Linked DNA regions of Mus musculus: region 1 is linked to region 2. Evidence: chromatin contacts called from public HiChIP or PLAC-seq data. All regions are on one chromosome and are shown on one strand. Each heading gives the region's core, a stretch centred on a gene start, on an enhancer-like site or on the middle of the called end of the contact. The rest is flanking DNA. Distances are from core to core; before and after follow the strand shown. Region 1 holds the start of Rcsd1 (RCSD domain containing 1). Region 2 has its middle 28 kb from the start of Gm51750.

What was found. HiChIP or PLAC-seq counts read pairs in DNA pulled down with a chosen protein or histone mark.
Region 1: a contact with region 2 is called in an H3K4me3 HiChIP or PLAC-seq map of the SCID.adh cell line, with 14 read pairs. The contact joins the promoter of Rcsd1 here to the enhancer-like site in region 2. A contact is called at or near these places in 10 of 39 promoter capture datasets (the 3T3-L1 cell line, the C10 cell line, cranial neural crest and 5 more), 2 of 484 Hi-C or Micro-C datasets (bone marrow-derived macrophages and ventricular fibroblasts), 3 of 115 datasets of contacts at active chromatin or transcription factors (the SCID.adh cell line, cardiomyocytes and embryonic stem cells) and 3 of 9 other capture datasets (adipose tissue, liver and pancreatic islet).

What each region holds. Positions count from the first base shown.
Region 1 is chr1:165,704,527-165,709,573 of GRCm38.p6, forward strand. Rcsd1 (RCSD domain containing 1) reads right to left here and starts at 3,568. Exons shown (of 7, transcript NM_178593.3): 1 at 3,365-3,568. The coding sequence starts at 3,370.
Region 2 is chr1:165,584,072-165,589,587 of GRCm38.p6, forward strand. No RefSeq gene overlaps it. Among named protein-coding and RNA genes, the nearest start is that of Gm51750, 28 kb to the left of the region's middle. Within about 2 kb of position 1,835, at least 39 of the 459 cell types and tissues checked have an H3K27ac peak or open chromatin away from gene starts, as enhancers often do. A contact at or near this core is called in the SCID.adh cell line and bone marrow-derived macrophages, where this site is marked.

The sequences.
Region 1 (5,047 bases), core at 2,318-4,817, 120 kb after region 2:
CTCTCTCTCTTAAAAGTCTAATAATGTCTCTCGTCTCCAATAACATATTCACCCAATCAGCATGTCTTAGTTGGTGCTCATGAGGCCCTAGATATGTAAAGTATGGTCCCTTCCTCCTTACTGGAAGCCCAAGAGCCTGCCCTGGTGGGACTAGTTAGGTACTCTGTAGAGGCCGAGGGCCTCTGGGAAGGCAGAGTTTCTATTAATTTATTAGGCAAATTGTATCAGGAAGCTTGGGTTTCTGTGATAGGCTCTTTGTTGGTTTATGGAGACCCATCCACCAGTAAGACAGTGAGATATATCCTCTCCCTCCCTCCTCCTCTCCTTTCTTCTTCCTCTCCCCCACCTCCTTCTGTCCCTCTGCTAGGGATCAAACCCAGGACTTCACACCTGCTATGTAAGCACCCTGTCCTCTCTTCTGGGCACCCTGGTGAACTCAAATGCAGGCATTTCTGCTTGCCCTCCAGCACATGGTCTTTACTCTCTTTCCTTCTCTTGGAGTCAGGCTACACCCCATCCAGAGCCTCTGAGGGGCTCTGTCGCTTGAGCACCTTGCACATGCAATGTGTGGTGCTATGGTTGCTACCTCATACAGACTTCTCGGTTTCCTACTGTCTGTGAGGCAGAATCCAGGGCCATTCTTGAACCGCCTTCAAGGTCTGAAAATGGTAAATTACAGGAAGGTAGGAGTTGGGAGCACAGCTAGGGAAGGAGAAAAAGGAATGCCTTCTAGGGGGCTTAGATTTTGGCCCCCAGTGGCTACCTCTCTGGGGGAACCTCACTGCTTCCACGACTTTATCTTGTTACTTTCACTTTTTTTCCTTTAGGGATCCCCCTATTTGCCCCTGCAATCAGCCATTCTGCCTCCCTGAAGGAAGCCAGTGTATTCTCCCTGTCCCTACATCTCTCTTCCCAGTCACTGCCTTTCTCTCAGGGCTTCTGAGCAGCATCTACTCTGGCCTATACACGCCACGCTTGCAGAAGCATTCATTAAGCACACAGGGACAGGATGTGTGAGTCTCATTTCCTCGATTGGATTGGGAGTGTTAGAAAGGCACAGGTCAAGTGCCATCTTGCTTTTGTTTATTCCAGGGAGGTCCCTATAAGGCTGAGGTGTGATTAATGTGGCCGAGACAGTGGTCACAGGGATTTGAAGATTTCCCTAACATTTGCGGTAGGCAAGTGTGGGGTAGAGCCTGAATGTGGTTAACCGGCCCTGGGTTGAATGCTCAATATGGGGACATGGGGCAACTCCATTTCTTCTCAAATAAATAAGTAAGATTGGAGCTATGGGAGGCCGATTTCAGGGCTCCCATAGCTCCAATCATGCGCAGGTATTACACCTGTCACTGACTTTCACTTCCTAGCTGAGAATCTCGTAGCCTCCTCTGTCTTCTGTTTCCTCTTTACTTCCTTTAACAACAGCTCAGCTGCTACCTGTTGTGGTGTTTCGCTTGTTTGTTTGGGCTTTTGTGACTGGTTCTGGAAAGGAACTTCAAAAACAGTCACCGTGGGCCCTCAAGGCCATGGCACACCTCAGGGTGAATGGGTGTAAGCGGATCTGTCTGGCCTTCTGGTTGACTAGGCAATTTCCCTGTGCTGGTCCAGCCTTTGGCACATAGGAATTTGGCTCTCTCCATCCAACCCTTTTCCGCTACTGTGTATATCAGCTTGTAGACAGGAGGGCCTTCTCTTTTCGTGCCTCCCGCCTACCAAGCCACACAGGAAGTTGCTGGGCTGATACTTTCAGGGCCTTGGACTCCCTCTGTTTCTTCCTCAGCTGAGGGAGGAAGAAGTGGGCCTGGGAAGGGAGCCCCTTCTGTGTTTCCCTAGATTAAAGTTAGAGCTTGCATTGGGGGCCTTCAAGCAACACCTTGCTTAAGTCCAGCTGGGCTTCCATCCTGTGTCCATTACAGCTCTGTTGGCTTCTGGCTTGTCACCAGAGGTACCCTGAGCCCTCCTCGAGGAGGGGGCTCGTAAGTACAGCAGTTTCTTTATGAACCTCTCCCAGGTCCCCCCTCTGTTTCTCTCCTCTGTCCTGTAGCAGTAGTCAGCACAGAGAATCCTATTGCTTTGAGTTTGCAAGGTCTTGACCATCTGTAGGGATCCATCTGGAACGCTTTGTGGTCTAGCTACCCTAATCAACTGCTTCCTGACTTGCACAAGTCGCTACAGAGAGTCCATCTCAGACCCCAGCCCCCCAGGTACTCAGCACTCCCAAGTGCCCAGAATGCAAAATGCAACCTTGCTACTTTAGGACAACTGGTTGAGCTAAATATGCAGCCTTGCTATTGTTCTTTTAGAGCAGACAGTGAAGCTCAGAAGAGATGAGCGGACTCAAGCCTGGAAGGGATTGAACTTCTGTGCCCGGGATCTCCGCAGACCTTGGGCTAAGGAGGAGCTCTTTCCTTTTGAGTGGGAGGAGGAATCACCTTTAGGCCTGTGGGTTTTCATCTCCTTTTTTCCTCTTTGAAAATCCCAGGTCCTACTGAGATTGATTAGAATACAATAAAAGGTCACAGTTTCTTTTTCTTTCTTTGAGTGTGTGACCCTGGGAGTTGAACCTGGGGCTTTGCCAATGCTGTGCCTCTGAGTTCACCTGCAGCTGGTCTGGGTTTGAAGGGAAACATTTCTTTGGAAATCTATAGACCTGGAGGAGGAAGCTAGATGAACTAGCTGGATGGAAAGTAGTGGCCAGTATTCTCCACTGAGGTTGGAGAAGCGCAGAGAAAGTCTGGGACTCGCCCCTGCAAACCTCTCAGATACGGCTACCACACCCCAAGGTGCACACAACCTCAGGAGGCAGGGCATCTTGGAGAGCCTCTAATATCTCAGAAATAAGTTTATCTGATCGGCGGCAAGGGAGCTTTTCAGAAAGTTTTGAAAGAAGATGTGACAGAAACAAGGGGCATCAGAAGTAAGAGAACAACTGGTCGGAAAAGCCACACTGCAATCAAAACGGGAAGCCATGCGGGCAGAGTCCCGGCTTCAACTGCCAACTCTGTTTCTCAATGCCTGAGTCAGGGTTGCTGGAGTTTTGTTTTGGGGTTCTTGGTTCACACCTTTATCCGTTTATGACTTTAGTTGTACCTAAGTTTTATTTTCTAAACCCCCCCCCCAAAGCACGTATGTGCACAGTCAGAATACCTGAACCCCTACAAAGGCCCCTCCTTCGCCTGAAGTCCTTTCCTGACAAGCCCACGCCTGCCCACAGGGGTCTCCGAGGAGCAAGGACCAGCCTTTCTCAACTTGGCCTACGCGACCTTTCGGCTGCGTGCTCCCTGCTGAGAGCAGGAACGGCGACCTGGGCAGGAGCGCTCTGACCTCCCTCTCCCCCAGGCCCGTGTCCCCGCCGGTCTTTTACCTCCATGTCCTCCAGGTAGTCTTCCTCCGGCTGCGGATACGCCCGCTCTCTCGGGTTAAGAGCCCACGATCCCCGCTGTCCCCTCGGCTCCCAGCCCGGGTCACTTTCGGGGCTGTAGCGGGCACAGGGCGAGTGGGCGGCGGCGCGCGCCTGGCTGCACTCGGCTGCGGGACTGCCCCAGCTGGGGGCCCTGCGCCAGAGAACGAGGAAGGAGGAGGAGGAGGGAGGGAGGGACCGAGGGACGCAGGAGGAGGGGAGGGGAGTGGAGGGGAGCAGAGAGGGAGGCCGGATCGGGGTTTAAATTTAGACACAAATCTAAACAGATACTGTCCCTCCCAAGGCAGGACTCAAGAGCCCGAGCCGCCACGACTCCATTAATCTGCCCAAACATGGGCTGGGCAGCGCCGCGCCCCCTTTCTCGCGGAAGTTTCTCAGGACCCTGGGCTTTGCACTTTTTTCAGACCACCTCAACTCTCCCTCTTTTAGCCTGCCTTCTTTACTTTCCTTGTGCCTCAAATTAGAATTGCCTTTTCATCCTTTTTCTCTTTGCCATTTCCTTCTTTTCATACCAATTTTCCCAGCCTCCGTTCCTCCTCCTTCTCCCTCCCCCTCCCCCCATCCTCTCCTGTATTACTTAACCTAATACCTGGCCTTCCTGTGTTCAGTAGCCTTAGCTTTGATACCTCTTTTCCTGGATTCCATTTGCAGGAAACAATTATCAGTCTGTCCATCTATTATCTATCTGTGTATGAAGAAGGAGAGGAATCCAAGCAAAGTTTCCCCAAGTTTCCTGCCGCATGCAGCAGGCTACTCTTCTCCTCTGCTCTGATGCATGCAGCTTAGGGGGTTGTGGGAATATCTGCTTCGACATGCTGCTTGCTAAAGGACCTTTTTCCCATTCCTATTAAATATAGCAAAGGGCACGGTCCTAAACATCCAATTCACATAAGGCCCCCGCTTAGTAACTCTCCCCAGGGAATGTCGGTTTAAGGCTGCGTGGGAGGGATGTAGGGACTTGAATCTGTGCCGAGGCCATTGTCTGCTGCTACTGGGTTATAGCTCTGGGTGTCTCTTCAGGGTCCCATTTCTTCAGGGAATTGGCTGATAAGGATGCCTGTGTGTCTTCTTACAGCATCCTTCAACTTTGTACTCCAAACCCAGACCTGCTATGCAAGGGAGAGAGAGAGCCAACACATTGGTGGACCATAGCACAGGGCATTGGTGCTGCCCCTGTGCAAAGAGCCCAAGAGAAACCACTACCACAAACCAGCAGAGAACTCACCCACATTGCAAAGGCTGCCCCGACTGCTTCTCATCACAGTTGGTCTATAGATCTTGACGTCACAGGCCTTCTAAATCTTACCTTGTAAACCATGAAGTCAGGGCAGCCTCTGTTCATTGAACTCAGCAGCATATAGGGGCAAGACCTCTGCTTCAGAAGCAGGCAGAGGGTGAGATTCTAGTCCGATGCTTTCTAGATGAGTTCCTTTAGAAAAGCCTCTTATCTGATCTTCATTTTCTGCATCTTCTCAGGGTGGTAGATGCTTGGAAAGAGCAGCTATTTTAAAAGCATGTAGCTTCATTACATAGTTCAGATGGACAAGAGCCCCATAATCCTTTTATTTAAGAGTCAGGGATTCTGGATTCCAACGAAAGAGTCCCCTGATTCTATCTACACAGCTG
Region 2 (5,516 bases), core at 585-3,084:
TATAAGGAATATTTGCTCTTGCTCTTTCTTATAGCGGCCCTAGGGACCTGGTATTTATTCAGTGAGTGAAATGATGGTCTCAGGCCCTGTACCATGAATACAGGAATGAGCCAAGAAACAATCCAAACCGTGGCATATGACATAGACCTGAAAACTCACTGGACTGGATCCAGCGGTTGAGTCTATGCCCTTGAGGGAAAGCTCTTTGTGCCTCAGTTTCCTGGTTTGTAACATGGAGATTTAATCGTAGCATCTTAGTCTTTCTGTAAGGTGGTGGTTGTGTGTCAATGCTGGCAAACAAGCAACTAAAATACAGGGCACCTGCTGCACACACCCTGATGTGGCCTTTAGAAAGCTGGTGGGAGCTAGCTGGGAAGAGGTGTGAATCGGACAGAAGGCCTTCCCAGGCCAGCACACAGCATTTGGTCCTGGAACTCTGGAGCACTGGGTCCCCACCCCCAGACACCAGCTGGTCTGAGGAGACCCACTGAACAAAGGAGCCTTGTGGGCCATCTGGCTTTAGGTCTGGGACCCATCAACACCATCCAAAATAGGAGTCTCAGGATGACCACTGAAGGACATGTATGGACCATATTTCTGTTTTAGAAAGTCTTACGGTCGGCTTTTATATGTGGTACTAAGGATCTAAGAATCAAAGGATTCACACTGGCTGAGCAAGTATTCTCCCACTGAGGTGGATCCTGCGTCCAAGGCCACCCAGGTTTCACCAATCACTCTCAGAGATGGAAGAGATCTGGGCCAAGATAGACACAGGCAAATCGTGTCACAAGCTGGAATTAGGGTGGCCTGCCAAAGAGAAGTGATTGAAATTTAGGTCAGGGGTGCTGATCTGCCGGGTAGTAGGAGACGGAATACACTGATATCAGAGGTGGGGGAACTTTTCTGGAAGGGTACTCAAAGAATCAGATACAGCTAGTTGTCAAGTGAACAGGGGGCTACAAAGTTGCGAGGATATTGCCATTGCTCGCTTTGCCCCTGCACGAGAAACCCCGGGTTTTCAACCCTAAATCCCACCTTCCCTGGAGCTGCTTCCTCATGTTAACGGTAGCAGCCTTTGCTCGTCATGATTTTACTGTGTGTAGCAACCCTGGCCGCTTTCCTTTGCTATATTACCCTACAGCTCAGCCTGGAACTTTGTAGTCAGACTGATCCTCAAACTCCAAGAAATTCCCCTGCCTCGGTCTCCTGAGCGCTGGGCTTATCATGCATGGGCTGTCTCACCTGGCTGTCCCCGAGTCACTCATATTGTCAGTGCTACTGAACATCTTTCTAAACCTTACTCCCATGGCTCTCATCTTTGTCCTCACCGCTGCTAAAAATCCAGTTCCTTTACGCCTAACCCAGTTCTGCCCTAAGTCACGTTATTAATCGCTTCCCCAATATCTGATTTCCATCCTTTACCTGTGTAACTGGCAGGGTAAGCGTCCCAACGAACAAACAAATCCCTGTGCTGGTCTATGATGAAATTCCGAAGCCTGTATCATAAGGCTTCCTTCCAAGGCCTTTTCCTAAATGCAGGGCGTGGGGTGTGTAGACTTTGCGCTAATTCTGCCACCTGGAACAGCCCTTAATCAGGGTTTTGGGCTCCTCTCCACCTCTTCAAGCTCTTGTCTCCAAGCTCTCTTTGGCCAGCACAGGAAGTCCCAGCCCAGCCGGGAGTCTGTGCTCTTTAAGGCTCACTTCACTACTGCGGTGGACTGCTCTGGGCTCTTTCCTCCAGGAACTCCTCGAGGGCTGGGCTCTCTGGATGGGAGGGGATTCTGCCACGTTCAGCTTTGTATCTCCAGCACTTAGTATCAGGTCAAGCACCAGGAGGCCTTGGGCAAGTTCTGTCTTGCTCACAGTTGCTTCAGAGCACTTTACAGCACAGGCAGCAGGCATGCAGGGTGAGCAAAGGAGTTTACAAGTGTCAAGCCAATAGAAAGTGGCAGCAGCAGCGTCCAGGGACTGAGAGATACCACCATGCCAGCCTCCATACTTTATTTAGGGGGGGAAGGAGAGTGGGCTTGTATGTGTGCGATTTCTGCTGTTCGTTGGGGTTTTTTTTTTCCCTTGTTCTCCTTTTATAGTTCAGCTTAGCTTAGAACTCACTGCATAGCCTAGAAAGGCCCCAAACCTGAGGCAAACTTCCTTCATCGCCTCTTGAGTGTTGGAATTATAGGCACTGCTTTTATCTATCTGTCTGTCTGTCTGTCTGTCTGTCTGTCTGTCTATTTAGAGTCAGTCTCACTATATAGTATTAGTTGGATGCACAGGCAAACACTAGCTAGTTTTTTTTTTTAAGAATTATTTATTTAGTTTATATATATGAGTACATTGTAGCTGTCTTCAGACACACCAAAACAAATACAACTCACATTAAGAAAGAAAACCTTTTTGTTAAACACTTATTTTATGAGTGTGAGTGTTGTGCCTTTATCTATGTATGTGTGACTCATGCAAGTCTGGTGCCTGTGGAGGCCAAAAGAGGGTGTCACATCACTTGGAACTTGAGTCACAGATGATTGTGTGGGGCTATATGGGTGCAGGGATTGAACTTAGATTCTTTAAAAGAGCAGCCGTTATTAATCTCCAAGCCATCTCTCCAGTCTCAAGGAACCAAAACCATTATTATTATTTAGATTTATTTATTTTATGTATGAGTACACTGTACCTATTTTCAGACACACCAGAAGAGTGCATCAGATCTCATTACTGATGGTTGTGAGCTACCATGTGGTTGCTGGGAACTGAACTCAAGACCTTTGGAAGAACAGTCAGTGCTCTTAACCACTGAGTCATCTCTCCAGCTCCCAAACCATTTTTTTAAATATATATTTTTTTAATTCTTTGAGAGTCTCATACACACATACAATGTATCTTGATTATATTCACACACACACACACACACACACACACACACACACACACACGCTTGAGTGTGCATCAGCTCCTCCTCCATGTGCCTATGGCAAGCACTTATCAAATTCAATGGATTATAAAAAAAAAAAAAAAAAGAGGACCTGAAGTCGGAGCATGTGTGCAGTTATCCACTGGAGCATGGTCAACCTTCCAAGGGTCACACTCATAAAGCTAGGCCTTCCCTTCCCTAGGAGCCCTCAATAGCAATGGTCCTCCTCTCAGGCGGATGGGGGCTCGAGCCCCCACCCCCAGCCGCTGCTGCCCACGCAGGGTCGTATTGACTGGTTTGATCTGGTACAGGGAACTACAGCAGCTGAGTTCCTGATCCTACTTGATCCTGCCATATCTAGAAGACATTGCTTTGTCTCAGTCCTTCTCGAGCTCTTGAGTGCATCTCCTCTTCTGTGACTTCCCACGAGCCTTGGGTGGGAGGGGTGTGTGACGCAGACACTTGCGACCCCTCCAAAGACACACCGGCTTGTACTGTGCCTAGCTGCGCCTTCACGTGAACCTCCATACAAAGTAGAAACTTCCCTGGCGAGGACTGAGAGATGGGGTTCTGCAGTGTATATATATTCAAAAGGCAGTTTAATATGATGTCCTTTTAGCAAAATTAATAGTAGATTATCCCCTGGAGCATATGAGCTCCCCAGCCATGAGTTTCTAGCCAGGGAACGCATAGCATGAACGTCCTCTTTCCCAAACCCCAACCCCAACCCCAACCTCGGGCATCGTGTGGAACAGGGACCAGTTATTTCCAAGCAAGCTCTCTTCTTGTTTATTTCATTTTGTTCTCATGATTTTTTTTTTCTCTTGTCCAACTGCAATTGGTCTACATTAAAATACTGGCTCAGCCAAGAGCCTGGGATGTGATGTCTCAGGCGCTGTGTGACTCGATCTACCACATGACCTCCTGCCAGAGGTCATATTCCTTCGGGGGACATGAGCTCTGTTTAGTGTTTCTGGGAGAAGAGGAAGTGCGGTGCCTAGCAGCTGCTAATAACTGCGTGCTGAATGGATTCTCTGCATTCTTGGGACCAAGATCCTCCAAGCAAGTTTTCAGGACAACTCTCCCTCTGCCAGTACAAAGTCCTTGAAGTAAAGTTTACCAGGAAGAGACCAGGGACATCCAGACACATCATAAACAATCCTCCGGGACCCTGTTGTGCCAATAAAGCTGACGTCAGAGGCTCCTAAAATGGTCCATACCCTTACGGATCTGCTGAACATTCCAGAAGTGTGTCTACAGAATGAATGCAAATTTTATTTCATCTAGTTAAAAGAAATGTTGTGGGGCTGGAGAGATGGCTCAGCAGTTAAGAACACATACTGCCCTTGCATGTGACTGGAGTTAAGTCCTCAGCACCTATGTCATGACCTCACACCCAACCCGTGTAACCCAGCGCCCAGGGAGATCTGAGGTGGCCTCTTGCACCTGAACTCATATGCACACATACCAAGCCCCAACATGCACATAATTTAAAAATTAATAAACGTTAATGCTGGGCAGTGATGGTGCACACCTCTAATCCCAGCACTGTGCCTAGCTGCGCCTTCACGTGAACCTCCATACAAAGTAGAAACTTCCCTGGCGAGGACTGAGAGATGGAGTTCTGCAATGTATATGTATTCAAAAGGTCTGAGGAGGGAGAAGCAGGCTGACCTTTAAGTTCAAAGCCAGCCTAGTCTACAGAATGAATTCTAAGACAGCCAGGACTACACAGAGAAACCCTGTCTGGGAGGGGGTGAGGGTGGGTGGGTGGGGAGGGGAATCAATAAGAGTTTAAAAGAGAAATGAAGAAAAAAATTAATTAAAAAAAAAACCACTTCAAAGGCTGGTGATAAAGGTTCTTGTCACCATGCCTAAGTGGAACTAAAACTCAATCCCTGGAGGCCACCTGGTGGATTGGGAGACTGGCGAAGGTTGTCCTCTGACCTCCGTCTGTGCGCTGATGCACACACATGCATGTGCACGAACACACAATAAAATGTAAAGATTTAATTTTTTTAAATCTAAGACAGAGAAAGAAGCTAGAATACAGTTCATATTCAAAGTTTAGTCGCCTCAGAGAAAAACCTCTAGCCAAAAGCTGGCTTCTCTTTAGCTTTATGCCCCACACCCAAGCAGAGCTGCAGTTCAAATGCCGATGTTGGACATCAGTTAGTCCCCCACAGTGTGGCAGCTACGCGGCTCCGTGAGACTATTAATAACTATGTTCAACTTCTTGTCTCAGATGTTAGTGAGACTTTTAAAAAAAAATACACAAAACAAAACAAAAAGCCCAACCTGCCCTAAAATGCTGGCACACCAAAGGCCACACCAGAAAGCCCACAGCAAAGAAACGGATGCCAGAGCCAAGAAAGGACAATGAGGTTTCACATCCTGTCTGCAGGAGGAAATGGAAGCTGGAAGTGCAGGTCCTTGGGGACCCCTTTGAGCCTGAGTGGTTTGTGTTTCCCTGCTGGTAAACACAGTGCAGTCTCCTGTGGATCCACAAGCTAGCTCCCTCCCTCTCGTTTCTACTCCCAAATGTTTTTCTTCCAACCCACACAGCCAAGCTTTCCGGTCAGCTCCTGAAGGGAAGGATGTGGGA